Regions from separate parts of the Capra hircus genome. Here region 2 is linked to region 1. The links are chromatin contacts, called in public Hi-C maps. All regions are on one chromosome and are shown on one strand. The core of a region is the stretch at or near the end of the contact, and the rest is flanking DNA. Distances in the headings are between cores, read along the strand shown.

The links. Hi-C and Micro-C count contacts between places; a contact is called where the count stands out from the background.
Region 2: a contact with region 1 is called in a Hi-C map of blood, with 4 times the contacts expected there. The contact joins two enhancer-like sites. A contact is called at or near these places in 2 of 5 Hi-C or Micro-C datasets (blood and liver).

Annotation. Positions count from the first base shown.
Region 1 is chr26:34,488,389-34,495,204 of ARS1.2, reverse strand. ALDH18A1 (delta-1-pyrroline-5-carboxylate synthase) reads right to left here. Exons shown (of 18, transcript XM_018041532.1): 12 at 5,763-5,983; 13 at 3,589-3,726; 14 at 1,197-1,392; 15 at 972-1,093. Among named protein-coding and RNA genes, the nearest start is that of ALDH18A1, 32 kb to the right of the region's middle. Within about 2 kb of position 3,709, at least 1 of the 5 cell types and tissues checked has an H3K27ac peak or open chromatin away from gene starts, as enhancers often do.
Region 2 is chr26:34,651,269-34,658,084 of ARS1.2, reverse strand. SORBS1 (sorbin and SH3 domain-containing protein 1) reads right to left here. Exons shown (of 36, transcript XM_018041190.1): 4 at 3,758-3,826; 5 at 1,045-1,140. Among named protein-coding and RNA genes, the nearest start is that of SORBS1, 91 kb to the right of the region's middle. Within about 2 kb of position 4,319, at least 1 of the 5 cell types and tissues checked has an H3K27ac peak or open chromatin away from gene starts, as enhancers often do.

The DNA.
Region 1 (6,816 bases), core at 2,460-4,959:
TTCCTCTTGTCCAGTCCAGTCCAACATGGTGTCTGGCACACACCAGTGCTCAAACAGGCCACTAGTGTGAGGTCAGGCCCTAAACATAAGTGGTCATGTGATCTAACTCCCTTGTAATCTGTGGGGTACATCTTCATTTTCTAAGCTGTCCTTGCAGGTTCCCATGCCATATCTGTAAGCTGACTGAAGCCTTCATTTCCAGCAAAATGATGGAAGGGAAGAGACACATGCTCAGGGTCAAAGCAACCAAGGCCAGCAGTCACTCTCTCTACTGCTGTGCCAGTTCCCACAGTTCTGAAAGGACGCCAGGACACCAGATATTAAAGCTTAAAATGCGTCCTGACAGAAAATTTAACATTGTTCATTTTTACCTGGAGAGTGTCTATTTCTTTGCAATTAGGATTTTAGGATGGAACATACATTTTTATTCAAAACTTACTGGCACCGTGGTTGTTTATCATCTTAATGATACGGTAAGAAAATAATCCAGAGCAGACATTATACAAATTGCTCACTCCTAAAAATCACTGTACTAATAAGCACATTAATATTGGCAACTGAAGACATTTGTGGAGGGGAGGATATATGTAAATTTTTGGCTTGAAAGCATTTCTGCATAATCTTTCCAAGTCAAACCCAAACAGGAATGTGTGTTCCGAAACATAAACTTTATGCCAGGAAAGAGTCCATTCAGTGGGCTGCCATGTGATAGGCGTTATCTTTGAACCCTCTTAGCCCTGAACACACTCCACTTTGGAATGAAGCTATTTGTGTACGGGTTTCTTCCAGTCTCTGGAGGCACAGGCGTGTCTCACTCACTCTGTGTTCTCAGCACACAACTTTGTATATGGCAGATGCTCAAAAACGTTGCTTCTCAGATGGCCTTAAATGGAATGGCAGCCGCTCCTGGTCTAATCCCAGAGGCTTCTAAGTCTCGGGAGTGAGGACAGGAAGTGATGGCCTTGTCCTACCTGTTCCACTCTCAGCATGTCAATGATCTGGTCAAACAATGGTGTTCTCAGCAGGTCTCGGTGGATTAACAGAGTCTCTAAAGCATTACAGGCAGCTGGATATTCACATTTAGAGTCTCTAACTGAAAGAGGAGAATATAGAATTGTTTCCATTAACATGAACCAGGACCACTGAGGACATGAGAACTATTCTGTGCATGTAAGATGGGACCTGATCGAGCTCACCTAGCCTGGTGACCTTGTCGACACTGGCCTCTGAATCCACGTACATGTGGCAGATGCCTTCACTGTGCCCCATCACTGGGATGCCCTTAGCAGCTTTCTGGATGTCTCTAACCAGCTGAGAAGAGCCTCGTGGAATGATCAGATCTATCATTTTGTCTAAGCGGCAAAGATCTTCTACTTCTTCTCTGGTATTCACCTGAAGAGGTAGAGAATAAAAAGATGAAGATGACTTTTGATCACACAAACTATGGAAGTAGCAGCATCCCTTTCACAGATAAATGCCTGTACCTCCTGAGAACTAAGTCTGATGCTGTGAGAATTTATTCCAAAAACAAGGAATCATGGGAATTGAAAAGTTGTCCAGCAAATGCTTAAACTCTACACATCAGGTACTGTGCTCCACATTACAAAACATGCCGGATAGGATCCCTGCCCTCAAAGAACTCAGGAGTCTGGTCGGGAAGACAGGCTAGGCCACAACGAGCCAAAACACAGGATGGATACTTTTAAAGATGACAGAAGAGGTACAAAGTGTGATCTCTGGAAGTTCAAGAAGATACAGAGAGTGCCAGGCTGTGAGGGTGACAAAGGGAAGGGGCTGCTCCTCTGGCTCCCTGATCACAGCCTAATGCACGCTGCTGGGTCTTCCTAGGCAGTCATGGTTCTCCATGATTTGGGCTGACAACCTCTACCCCGGGATGCTGGCTGGACTGACTGAAGTGCTTGTGTTAGACCTTGAAGACTATGGGCATTTTTTCCCTTCCCTTGATTTTTAATTTCCCCCCCTATGGTTGTGTTACTAACAACAGAAGTACAAACATATATTTACAAGAAGGTTCACAGCAACTTCAAACTGGAAACAACCCTGATGTTCATCAACAGAAGAAAGGATAAGCTGTAGTACATGCTTATAAATGGAATACTACACAACAGTAAAAAGGAAAACTACTGCTGGATGAAACAATGAGAATGAATCTCGAGGACATAATGAATAAAGAAATACAGATGAAAGAGTGCATTCTGTATGATTTCATTTACATGAAATTCAAGAATAAGCAAAAGAAATGGAATGTGAAAGAAGTAAAAAAAAAAATGGTTTGATGGTGGGAGGGGGGCATGCTGATGGGGAAGGGCACAGGGAATCTTTCAGGTGTCGGCCATGTTCTGTGTCGGGGTAGTTTATACACGTGTGTATATATATATGGACACAATTATATGGGTTTCCCAGGTGGCTCAGTGGTAAAGAAACCACCTGCCAATGGAGGAGACACAAGAGACATGGGTTTGATCCTTGGGTTGGGAAGATCCCCTGGCGTAGGAAATGGCAACCTGCTCCAGTATTCTTGCCTGGATAATTCCACAGACAGAGGAGCCTGGTGGGTTACATACAGTCCACAGGGTCACAAAGAGCAACTAAGCATACATATACATCACATAAGATATACGTTACACTTCTTATATACGTTACGCTTCTTTATATACGTTACACACCAACAGGAAGGAGGAGGAGGAGGAAATCTGTCACATTAAATGAGGATATGGTGCAGCCGAGACCTAAACCCTACAGTCTGTGCTCTTTCCATCCATTATGCTGCTGTAAGAATAGCCCAGCTTCTTGGTGGGGAGCACATAATGAGGCAGGTTTGTAGATACACCAACCCCTCTCCCCACCAGCAGCCAACAGTATTCTAGAATGTACGCACGAGTGGGCCTCAAGGGGAAAAGAGAAGGATCTGGAGTCTGCTTGGGTCCAAATCTCAACTCTGATTCTGGGGTGTTATTTTACCAATAAGCCTATTTTTCTTCCATCTATAAAATAGACCTAATAATTAATGGTATCCTTTTCACAGGGTTGTTGTGGGGATTAAATAAAATGATGGATGAAAGTGCTGTGTCCACAGTAGGTGCTCAATAAAATGATCTAGTAGTTCAAAACCTCCACTGGATGGTTGAAGAGAGTGACACAGCTGTTAAAATAATGGCCATAACAATAACAATGTTAATAGCAGGACCTCATACAAGCTGCATGGTTTCTGACAAACTTTCATAAAACATATCTCATCAGGCCTCGCCTAAATCACTGCCAGTGAGCAGAGCCCAGGCCTCACACTCCAGGTCTGGTATTCCTGCTGCCTATGACCTCAAGAATGATTCCTGTCAATCAGTGGGACCAGAACACAGCTGTGAGAGAGGACCTTCATGAGCCCCCCAACCTCGGCCAAGGCAGCACCAGCACTGTCCAACATCACAGACACACAGGACCTGCTGCTCCTCCAGTCAAGCCTGCCTACACAGTGGCTTGGCCTTTTCTGCAGCCTGAGCTTTGCTTGAAACACCCAAAGACCTGGCCCGGCTCCTCTGAGCCTGACCTAGCTCATTCCCAGGGACCTACCAGCTGTACAGCTTCCTTGACTCCATGGATTGAAAGGGCCTCCTGGGTCAGGAGGTGAAGGATTCGGTTGCTGTGTGAGGCCTCCTTCCCTCCTTTGAGTAACAAGCCATTACCACTTGCTATAGCCAAGGCTGCCACCTGCAGATCAAAGAGGAATACAGTGAAACACTGAGCATATTTTCTGTGCCAAGCACTGTGCTAATCACTTTATAAGGTCTACCGTGTTTAATCTTTATAACGTTCCAGTGAATTAAGTATCTGCTTTATCCACTGCTTTACAGACAAGGACACTGGAGCCCAGAGAGGTTGGTAACTCCTCAAGGACACACAGCTTATAAGTGGCAGGGCTGGGGACTTTACCCCAGAGCCAAAGCACAGATCTTGAGAAACTGTACTATACAGCTTCCTCAGCACCATTACAAAGTAACCCAAGTTAAGTGCCCAGGGTCACACAGGCCCCACCCTCTCCAGCAACAGGTGCTCGGGAGCCTCCTGACTTAGATGTTACTCCACCTGACTCAGCAGCACCTGAGGCTATGCAGCATCTCTGGTCACACCCTACCGTGGCCCTGTCATTGCTCTGAGAGCTCTAATGCCTGGTGCTGAGCCCCTGCACAGCTGTGGCAGAGACTGCTGGCAGGACAAAGCAGGCCATCTAGAAGGAGAGTTAGTTACCCTCTGGGAGTGAAGGGCTAATGACACTGATCTGATGAGGCCTGAAGCTGAATTTTCTGAATGCTCTAGGGATGAATGAAAATCTTCGGGCTCTTGTAATGTATCAAAAGAAACTTTACAAAATAAAACTTGCTTGAACATGTTTATCTCCAGAATAATAATTCTTACTCCTTTTTTGTTTTTGTTGCTCATGAACCGCTTATAAAAACTATGTCAACTTTTCCCAGATAAATGCAGAAAGAGCATTCTGCAAGTAATTTTCAGGATTCATGGATTCCGTGATGCCGTCCAAGGTTAAGATCCCTGGTGAGAAATCTCAGCTGTACTGGATAAGAGGAAACTTTTTCCTAGTGAAGTATTCGTTAGTATGGATAAAAGGTGGCAGAGACTTCATGGACACGGCCTGCACAGCAACTTAGGACCCGTTTCTACCAGCTGACAGTTATCTCTGGGGGTTCTTCACGAGACAGATATGCGCACAGAAGGGACTGTGTGACAGCACCCGCCACAGGCTCAGGACAGACCCCAACGGCATGGCAGTCGCTTAGTGGGCCAGCTGGTTTTAGATAATGTCAGGGAGCAGCCTCGACAAAGCATGTGGGACTCCCAGGGTCGCATAAGCCGTAGAAGAAAAGGTTCTGTTCTCTCTTTGAAACTTTGGGGCTAGTGCAAAGAAAGAGCTGGTATCATCCTGCTGTCAGTCCAGTGGGGAACTGGTTCCAGATTTCTGGGAATTATTTAGGGCCACAAACAAAGCCACCCTCTAATTCCATCTTATACTTCAGAGCATGGCTGCTTGGCAAGATCTTTGCCACATGGTTTCTCCACAATTATAGCCTGTGATTGGTCAGATTTCCTAAAGGGCTCACATGTTAGGCTCCATCAACTACTGAAAGTTCCTCTTCCTAAGAGATGTACCTACAGGAAGCCATCTGTGTCACTGATATTAAATGGTCTTTTTCAAATGTGCAAAACCAGCTATTAGATGAATGAGCCTACAGCAGGGTAGCAGACACTCTGTGGTCAGGGAACAAAGTGCTCCGGTGAACTAAGTTTTTGTCTTTGGGGCTGTACTGCGCAGCATGTGGGATCTTAGTTCCCTGACTAGGGATTGAACCTGTGCCCCCTGCAGCGGAAGCATGGAATCATCACAGAATGGGAGATTCATCTGGGCTCAAGGTTTAGCTCCATCCTTAAAAGTGTGACAGGTGTACTGACTTCTATAAGCTTAAGGTTTTTTCTACTGTAAAATGGACATATGAATTACTATTTTTAGAATTACTGGAAGGATCAAAAATATAAATTGCCTTAAGAGCAACCTGAGAATAAAGTCTCAAAAGCTATCTCTGGGGAAACAAAGGAAGGAAGGAAGGGAAGGAGGGAGGGTGAAGGAGTAGGAGGAAGGGAAACGAAAGGCATCTCTCGGAGATTTATCTCGAGTCCTGAAAAGACGTTCTTCCTCCAATTCCCTACTCCAATGGCCGGCATTAGTCACATACCTGGGGTAGGCAGTCAGGGCGAGATTCGAAGATGACCAATAAAACTCCAATTGGGACAGTGACTTGTTCTAGTTCCAAGTCTTTCGCAATTCGCGTCCGGCGCAAAACCCGCCCCACACTCTCCTGGGAGGAGGCTGCGATCTGCCGCAGACCGATGGCCAGGCTGTTCAATTTAGACGTGGAGAGGCTCAAACGTTTCAGCAGAGGAGTTGCAAGTCTCCCTGAAGAGGTGTGAAGAGTACACGATGAAGCAGTAGACCGGGGTGGGTTACAGCTGTTTTACTGAACACGTGGCACTGTGTTAGGAGCAGACAAGGAACTCAGGGGGTCTCGGGGAGACAAGGATATGTCATTTACACAGCTTTGCTGGGAGGGGCAGTTTGGCAGCTTACATCATCATGAAAAGGTGTGGACACCCATGAGCTTGGTGCCAGCAACTTCAGTTCCAGAAATTTATCATTTTCATGTGCAAATCTGCATGTAGGGTGGATACTTACCACAGCATTTTTATAGTAGTGGGAACTGGATTCTACCTATAGATTCACACAATGGGCTACAATGCAGTTACTATACTGATATGGAAAGCTGTCTAGGATATAGTTTGTGGAAAAGGCAAACCATAAAACATCATGCATGATATGACCCTAATTATCACATATTGCACATACATGTGAACAGACACATGTCAGAAAACTTTAAGAACAGTGATGATCTATCTTTCTGCATTATTTTTTTTATAAACAATTGAATTTGTTTTATAATAGGTAGAAGTAAAGCTGTTTAGTTTTAAAACAAAACAAATAGAATTATGGTAAGTTCATACACAGAATTTTGTTTAAATTTAACAGTATGCATTGTGTGATTCTCTTAACACAAACATATACACATTTACATATATATACATGTATACACATGCAGTCAGGAAAACCATTTGGAATTACATATCACAAATAATCATTGGGCTTCCTTGGTGGCTTAGATGGAAAAGAATCTGCTTGCAATGCAGGAGACCTGGGTTTGATCCCTAGGTTGGGAAGATCCCCTGGAGAAGGGA
Region 2 (6,816 bases), core at 3,070-5,569, 160 kb before region 1:
GCTATATGCCCAGAATCTATGGGAACAACATACCAACTAGAAAACCAGGCCCCTCAGATGGAAGAGCCCCAGGGCCCATACCTAGATTCTCCATTGCCTAAAAGAATACCCTAATTATCTGTGTAACCAAACAGAATTATACATTCTATTATGCTTAGTGGGGTATGACCACAGGCCTATGGATAATTGTCCACTGTTAACTACCTAGGCTTAAGGCGTATGAATCACGGGTTAACTTTGATTTTATCTTTCTCTTCCTTTGTTCAGACTAGTTTCAAGGAATTTGGGGAGGTGGGTTTAAGCAAGTACACTTAGGGTATATAAGGTTTTCACAAAAACTGGTCGGGGTCCTTGGCTAAGAGGAGACTCTGCCTTGGGCCCGCCGGTGTAATAAACTGCACTCCACTATCTGCACTGTCCTTCTGAGTGAGTTTGTTTCCCGAAATGTGTGGCTACAACACTACGAGCTATGAGCTACAACCTGACATCTGAACTCTACCAGCTCCGAACTGTACCGGCTCCACAGAGAGGAGAGGCAGGGAGCGAATGCAGGGGTGTGCTGGGGGCGGGGGAGGGAGTGTTCAGGGAAAAGGCCCTGCCAGCATCCCAGAGACACAGCCTGATCAGGCAGCAGCTTCAAGTCCAGCCCAATTCAGAAATGCCCTGGACAGCCACGTTAGTTCCTGGGGACAGTGGAATTTTAAATAAACCCTGGGGAGCTGGCACCTCTAGGAAGAACCTAAGTCGCCCAAGGGGCTCAGACCTGTACCAGCTGGAATCAACGTTCAGCCTCTGGACTGACCTTCTCCCTAAGCGGGGAAGGGCAAAGCACCTGTCAGCCCCTTTCCATATTTGCCCACGGCTCACAGAAACACACACACACACACAGAAGAAAGGAAACCAGCCAGAGAAGTGAGAGGGAATGGCTCCTAAACATGCAAGAATTAAGCCTCCAAGTCTTTGTTAGAAGGAAAGAAGATCATGCATGATCTGCTAACAATGAAAAAATAAAAATAAAAAAGAAACCAACCCAAGGAGAGATACCTGGAGGGAGTACTAGGCCTGCAGAGTTTTTCACTGTCTTCACAGGGATTATTTTAACAGCAGAAATAGAGCGTGCACGTAAAGGGTCGGCAGTTGCTGAAAACACAAAAGGGTAAATGGTGCATCCAGAAAAAAAAAACATTTGGGAAACCCTCAGGCAGTGGAAGAACCGGCAGGGACAATAGGAGGAAGTCGCCCGCAGAGAACAATGGGAAGAGCAGTGGACGCAGGAACTTAAAATAGCCCGCTTTCGCTCTTCAGTCCTGCACCCGGGTGGGCAGAACCCTCCTGCCGCTGTACCCCAAATGCAGCTGGCCAGTGCCTGTGCCGCCTGGCACGCCAGGAACCTGCCAAGGCTCTGGGCAAATGGACTTACAGAGACGCAGATGGCCTGGCAAACAGGAAGGGGAGACCAAGTGGGGCCCACGGGGCCCCTGGGAGACGGCTGGGCTGTCTGAGTTGGGAGAAGGCTCCTTGGAGGAGAGTTACAGCTCAAGGCCCGCAGAGGAGTGGAGGAAGGACAAGTCTGAGAGTCGCCTGGTCCTTTCGGCCCTCATAGCTGCTACTCCAGGATCTTAACTCCTGGGGTCTTGGGCCTGCTCTGACAACCATAGCCCTCTGGCCCCAGGCAAATCAGAATGGCCATCTGTTGGGCAGCAGATGGTCTACTTAAACCCACCCCTTCCTGAGCAAGAGTTTGCCAAAGTGTCCGAATGCACACTTAAGACTCTGGGCAGTGCCCACGTGTCTGGCCCAGGACGCTGACAGCAGCTGAGCTCCCTGAGCTGGGGTACTGCCTGGTATGCGGGCAGAGGCTGCTGACCTCAAATCCAGGTGCTCAGACCTCCCTGAGCCCCCTGCCTCCCCAGGTTCTGGAATCACAATGGTGGGCATTTTCCCAAACCCGCCTTCTCACAAGCATGTTGTGAGACCTCCTTCCATCCCAGTGGAAGCAAATAAAGAGAGGTGGATGCTCACATGCTATGGACCAACATCACACCAACAGGCAACACCCAGAGGTCTCCAGGCCCCAGATCCACATCATAACTGAGGAGGGGGTGGTTGAGCTGTTTGGGAACCACGCCTGTCACAGCTGCATCAATATCGTGCTGACGGGCTTGCCACGGCGACAGGAGGAAGGAGGGACCCCTGCAATGGGCAGTTCACCTTCCAGTCCACCAGGCTGCCATTCCACGAGGCGCATGGTAGTCATCTGGCCGCCAAGAATTGAAGTGACAACAACAATCCTGCACGTGTTCAGATACAAACGTGCTTTCACAGCAATCCTACCGACTGCTCCCTGGGCCACCTGGGAGGCTGGGTGGGAGGTATTTGTTTCCATTTTCAGAGGAAGAGGCAAGACTGCTGCTCAGAGTCAACCAGTGCTGAAGGAAGAGAGCGAGACCAGAGCCCGACAGTGACTACCTACCCCAGGCTGCCCTGATGGCTCCAGGGTGCATCTGCCTTGACTTTCTGACCAAAGGTGGGTCTTATCGAGGAGAGAGTAGAGTGGCGCACACCTCCACTTGCCACCCTGCCGTATACCCCCAAAGTCTCCTGACGGATTCACAGGGCTGGGGTTGACAGTGAGCATAAGACACCCACATCTCCCTGCTTTCCTCAAAAGATTCTTTAACACTCCCCTAAGGGCACCGCCCTTCAACATTCCCTCAGCAACCTGGCCGAGGTTGGGAACACTGCCCCACACCAGGTAAGGAGGAGGGCAGCCAGGCAGGGAGGCACAAAGGGCAGGACAACAGGACCCCTCCTGCACAGGGACCCCTAACCCACCGGCCCAGGTTCCCCACCCCTCCTGTCTCCACGCCTTCACTCTTGGCTGCTCTTTCTGACTTTCCACTTCACCCTCTCTCAAAGGCAATACTTGGCTGACCCAGACAGTAATTACAGACAAAGTCCAAACATGTCAAACTGTAAACGTACTCTGAGAGAGGGTGCATTGTGACTCAAAAGCCCGATGACAGGACTTCTACCCTCCCTCTCTGATACCATAAGACATAACGGGATGATAGAGTCACTGGAACCTGTGTTTCAAGAAGGGAAAAATACTACAGATCATCAAATTTCTTCATTTTCTAGATAAGGAAACTCATAGCCATAAAGACAATGGGCCTCCCAAGAGGTGTCTGTTTCTGAGTGGCAGGCCAGGACTCGAACCCCTGCCTCCTCTCACTGCAAGAGTGACGTGGGAATCCCGCTGCTTGGCTGTTCAGGATGAGAGATAGGATGACAGACGGGACCTCAAAGGTCATCCTATCCATCATTCCTTTCACACTTGCATCTTTTGTCCTAAAATTTTAAAAATTCAAAACCTGGGAGGATGCCCATGAAACTAATGTCACCAAAATGATTTATTTCAGCTATTTAGGCTCCAGCCTCAGGGTCAGGATGCTGAATATGTCACTATTTATCACCAGTGAAGGTAAGATGCCAGGTAAGAGACACTGCGGGCTGATGAATGCCATATACATAGGCCTCTGTGATTTGGTGGGTGGTTCGCAGCATCCTGTGAGCTGAGAACAGTTTAACATGTCACCTCACAGTGGGAAACGGCAGCCTCAGACTCAAGTCTCAGAAAGCCTGGGAACAGGTCTCCAGGTCATAGCCTAACTAGACCAGTGACTGTTCCCACCAGGCAGGTGGCCCCAGGCCCTGCTCTTTCTAAAAATGCCAGGCTTCCCTTCGAGAGCCTTACCTTTATCTTGCCCATTGCTGCCCGGTGCCAACCCGTTCACCACGGCTTTGGAAGCACCCACGTCACATTCTGCAAGAAAGAAAGAGTAAGAGCATGAGGCTTGTGATCACATCTCCCACCCTCTGTGAGTCCTGCCAGGGAAAAGTTCTGGGTCCCGGGGGCTCTCTCAGGCCTGGAAAGGGGCCCCGGAGCGTCATGGGAGAGCTCTGAGAATGCTTTGTGGCTTGAACCAGGGAGGATGCAAAAGCTGTTTGGATGGGATGTGTGTTGTGAGTGATATTTTCTGGTCTCCTGGCTTGGTTTCACTTCTGACATTTAAAAAAATATATCTTAATTCCCTCAAAGTGGCATCTCCTGCCTGACAAAGGCTTATCCACCATTCCAAGGCTGCTCAAAAGCATCCCTGTGAATCCTGAGAGCTGTCGGACAGTCAGGATAGAACCTCAGGCTCTGTGACACCTCCCTCCACCCCACCCCACACCTACAGCCAGGGAAGCCACGCTGGCCCAGCCCCCCGCCCACAGTCCCCAGCCACGGCTCTTGTGTTCTGGTTGTGGAGATGACCTGGCTCCCTGACCGCTCTCCCTGGCTCCGTCCTGCCCCTTTCTCCACCCCAGCCCTCAGTCTGCAACACTAAGGCCACCACCTACACCCCACAGGGCTGAAAATCCCCAGGGTGCAGGGCAAAACAAGATGGAACAAAGCAATGTGATTTTCTAAGACCCTCCACTTTAAATGTACTGCATTTCACTTCTAATTTGAAAATAAAAATACTACTGGAGTCTAGAGTTGGGAAGTAAATCTTTTTTTTTTTTTTTTTTTTAATTTATTGGGCTGCACTGGGTCTTAGTTGTGGCACACAACTAAGGATGTTCAGTTGCGACATTCGAGCTCTCTCGATCCTGGCACGTGGGATCGAGTTTCCCGAACAGGGATGGAACCCAGGCCCCCTGCATTGGGAGCTCAGAGTCTTAGCCACTGGAGCACCAGGCAAGTTCCCTGGGAAGTCAATCATTTACATTATCATTTCTACGAGGAAAAAAAAAACTGAACTTGGAATCAAGTTCCCCCTAACGTACAAATGATTGTTCGGGATATAATTTTTTTAGTAAGTGAGATGGCCTGTATAGTGGCATAAGTGGTTATATTCAAATTAACAAATTGACCTTCGTGATGATTAAAAGCAAACTGACATGCAAGACCCAGGGGCCAACAGCTACCCAGGGACAAAGCCTGGGTACTCACCCCAGACTCTACGCCCTTCAGCCACTGGTCCCAGCCCTTTTCCAGCAGCAGTTCCCTCCTGCGCCTGCCCACCATGACGGTCTCCTCACAACCTCTTCAGTAAATCAGATGCTTTCTGATCTTCAGGCCTTGGATCTTGAGAGGCCCTCAGCCAGGAAGGCCTGCGCCTCCTCTTCTACCTTGGGGAAACCCCCTGTACCTCAAGGTTTACCTTGAATGTCACCTCGTTGTTGGTGGAGACCTTTCAAAGTTCTGCTCAGCTGAAGACACTGAGACCCTCATTGCCCACTGGCAGCCTGAGCGCCACCCAGTTCCCCATCCCAGAACTGATGGTGGAAGCCCGGAGAAGACAAGGGTCAGGACACGTGATCAGCAAAGTTGGGGTGACTCCGCTGCAGCCAAGAGCCAAAAGTGTTAGTTGCTCAATCATGCCCGACTCTTTGCAGCCCCACAGGCTGTAGCTCACCAGGTTCCTCCGTCCATGGAATTCTCCAGGCAAGCCATTCCCTTCTCCAGGGAATCTTTCTGACCCAGGGATAGAACCTGGTTCTCCCACATTGCAGGCATATTCTTAACTGTCTGAGATACCAGGGAAGCAGCCAAGAGCCAACCAAGCCACAGATATAACAGCCACGGTTTTATAAAGCCTTTATTTGCCCGATCTAAGGGCCCTTGCTAATCATTCCATAATTAGCACCTGATTTTTATCCTTAATATCCAAGCCCCTAGAGCTAGGAGTTAATAACTCTAATTTTATAGGTAAGAAATCTAAAGCTCAGAAAGGATGCCCGGCTCTAAGATCACTAAGAGGGGATTTGAAGTCTGTTCTGGTCCATCCCATGACTTATCTTCTTTGTACCCAGCTGGGATGAACATTTATTTTTAAAATAAAAAATGGCTTTTATATATAGAATACTCTCTATATACAAATCAGATATACTCTAATAATGGCTTATATAAATTCTATTTCCCCAAATGCCCCAAACCCCAGTAGCGAATTTGGCTGAGACTCAGTCATCCTACCTGGGCTCTTAATAATCAGCCTCTGTGACATCAACTACACCAACAGGTCAGCCCGGGTACTCCTGGATCCAGAGGCAAACAAGGCCGCTGCCCTCTCCCACCCCCTCCAACCATAGCAGTCAGGACCACCTGATACTGGCCCTACAGGCCAGTCCTGTGCACTGCCCCCAATTCATCTACAGAAGGTTAGTTCTCCAAAGTTCCCTTTGCACCTACATTTCTGGGATGGATGGAAGAGGGTGTTGGCAGAAAGCCAGAAATAAAAGTCAAAGAAATATCATCCATTTTCCTTCCCTATCTTTTCTGACTATTTTCTTGGGCTCCAAAATCACTGCAGACAGTGACTGAAACCATGAAATTAAAAGATGGCTTGCTCCTTGGAAGAAAAGCTATGACAAACCTAGATAGCGTATTAAAAAGCAGAGACATCATTTTGCCAACAAAAGTCCATACGGTCAAAGCTATGGTTTTTCCAGTAGTCATGTATAGATGTGAGAGTTGGATCATAAAGAAGGTTGAGTGACAAAGAACTGATGCTTTCATATTGCTAGAGAAGGCTCCTGAGAATCCTTTGGACTGCAAGATCAAACGAGTCAATTCTCAAGGAAATCAACCCTGCATATTCATTGGAAGGATGATGCTAAAGCTCCAATACTTTGGTCACCTGATGCTAAGAGCCAGTCATTGGGAAAGACCCTGATGCTGGGACAGATTGAGGGCATGAGAAGGGGGAGAGAGGATGAGATGGTTGGATGGCATCATCGACTCACTGGACATGAATTTGAGCAAGC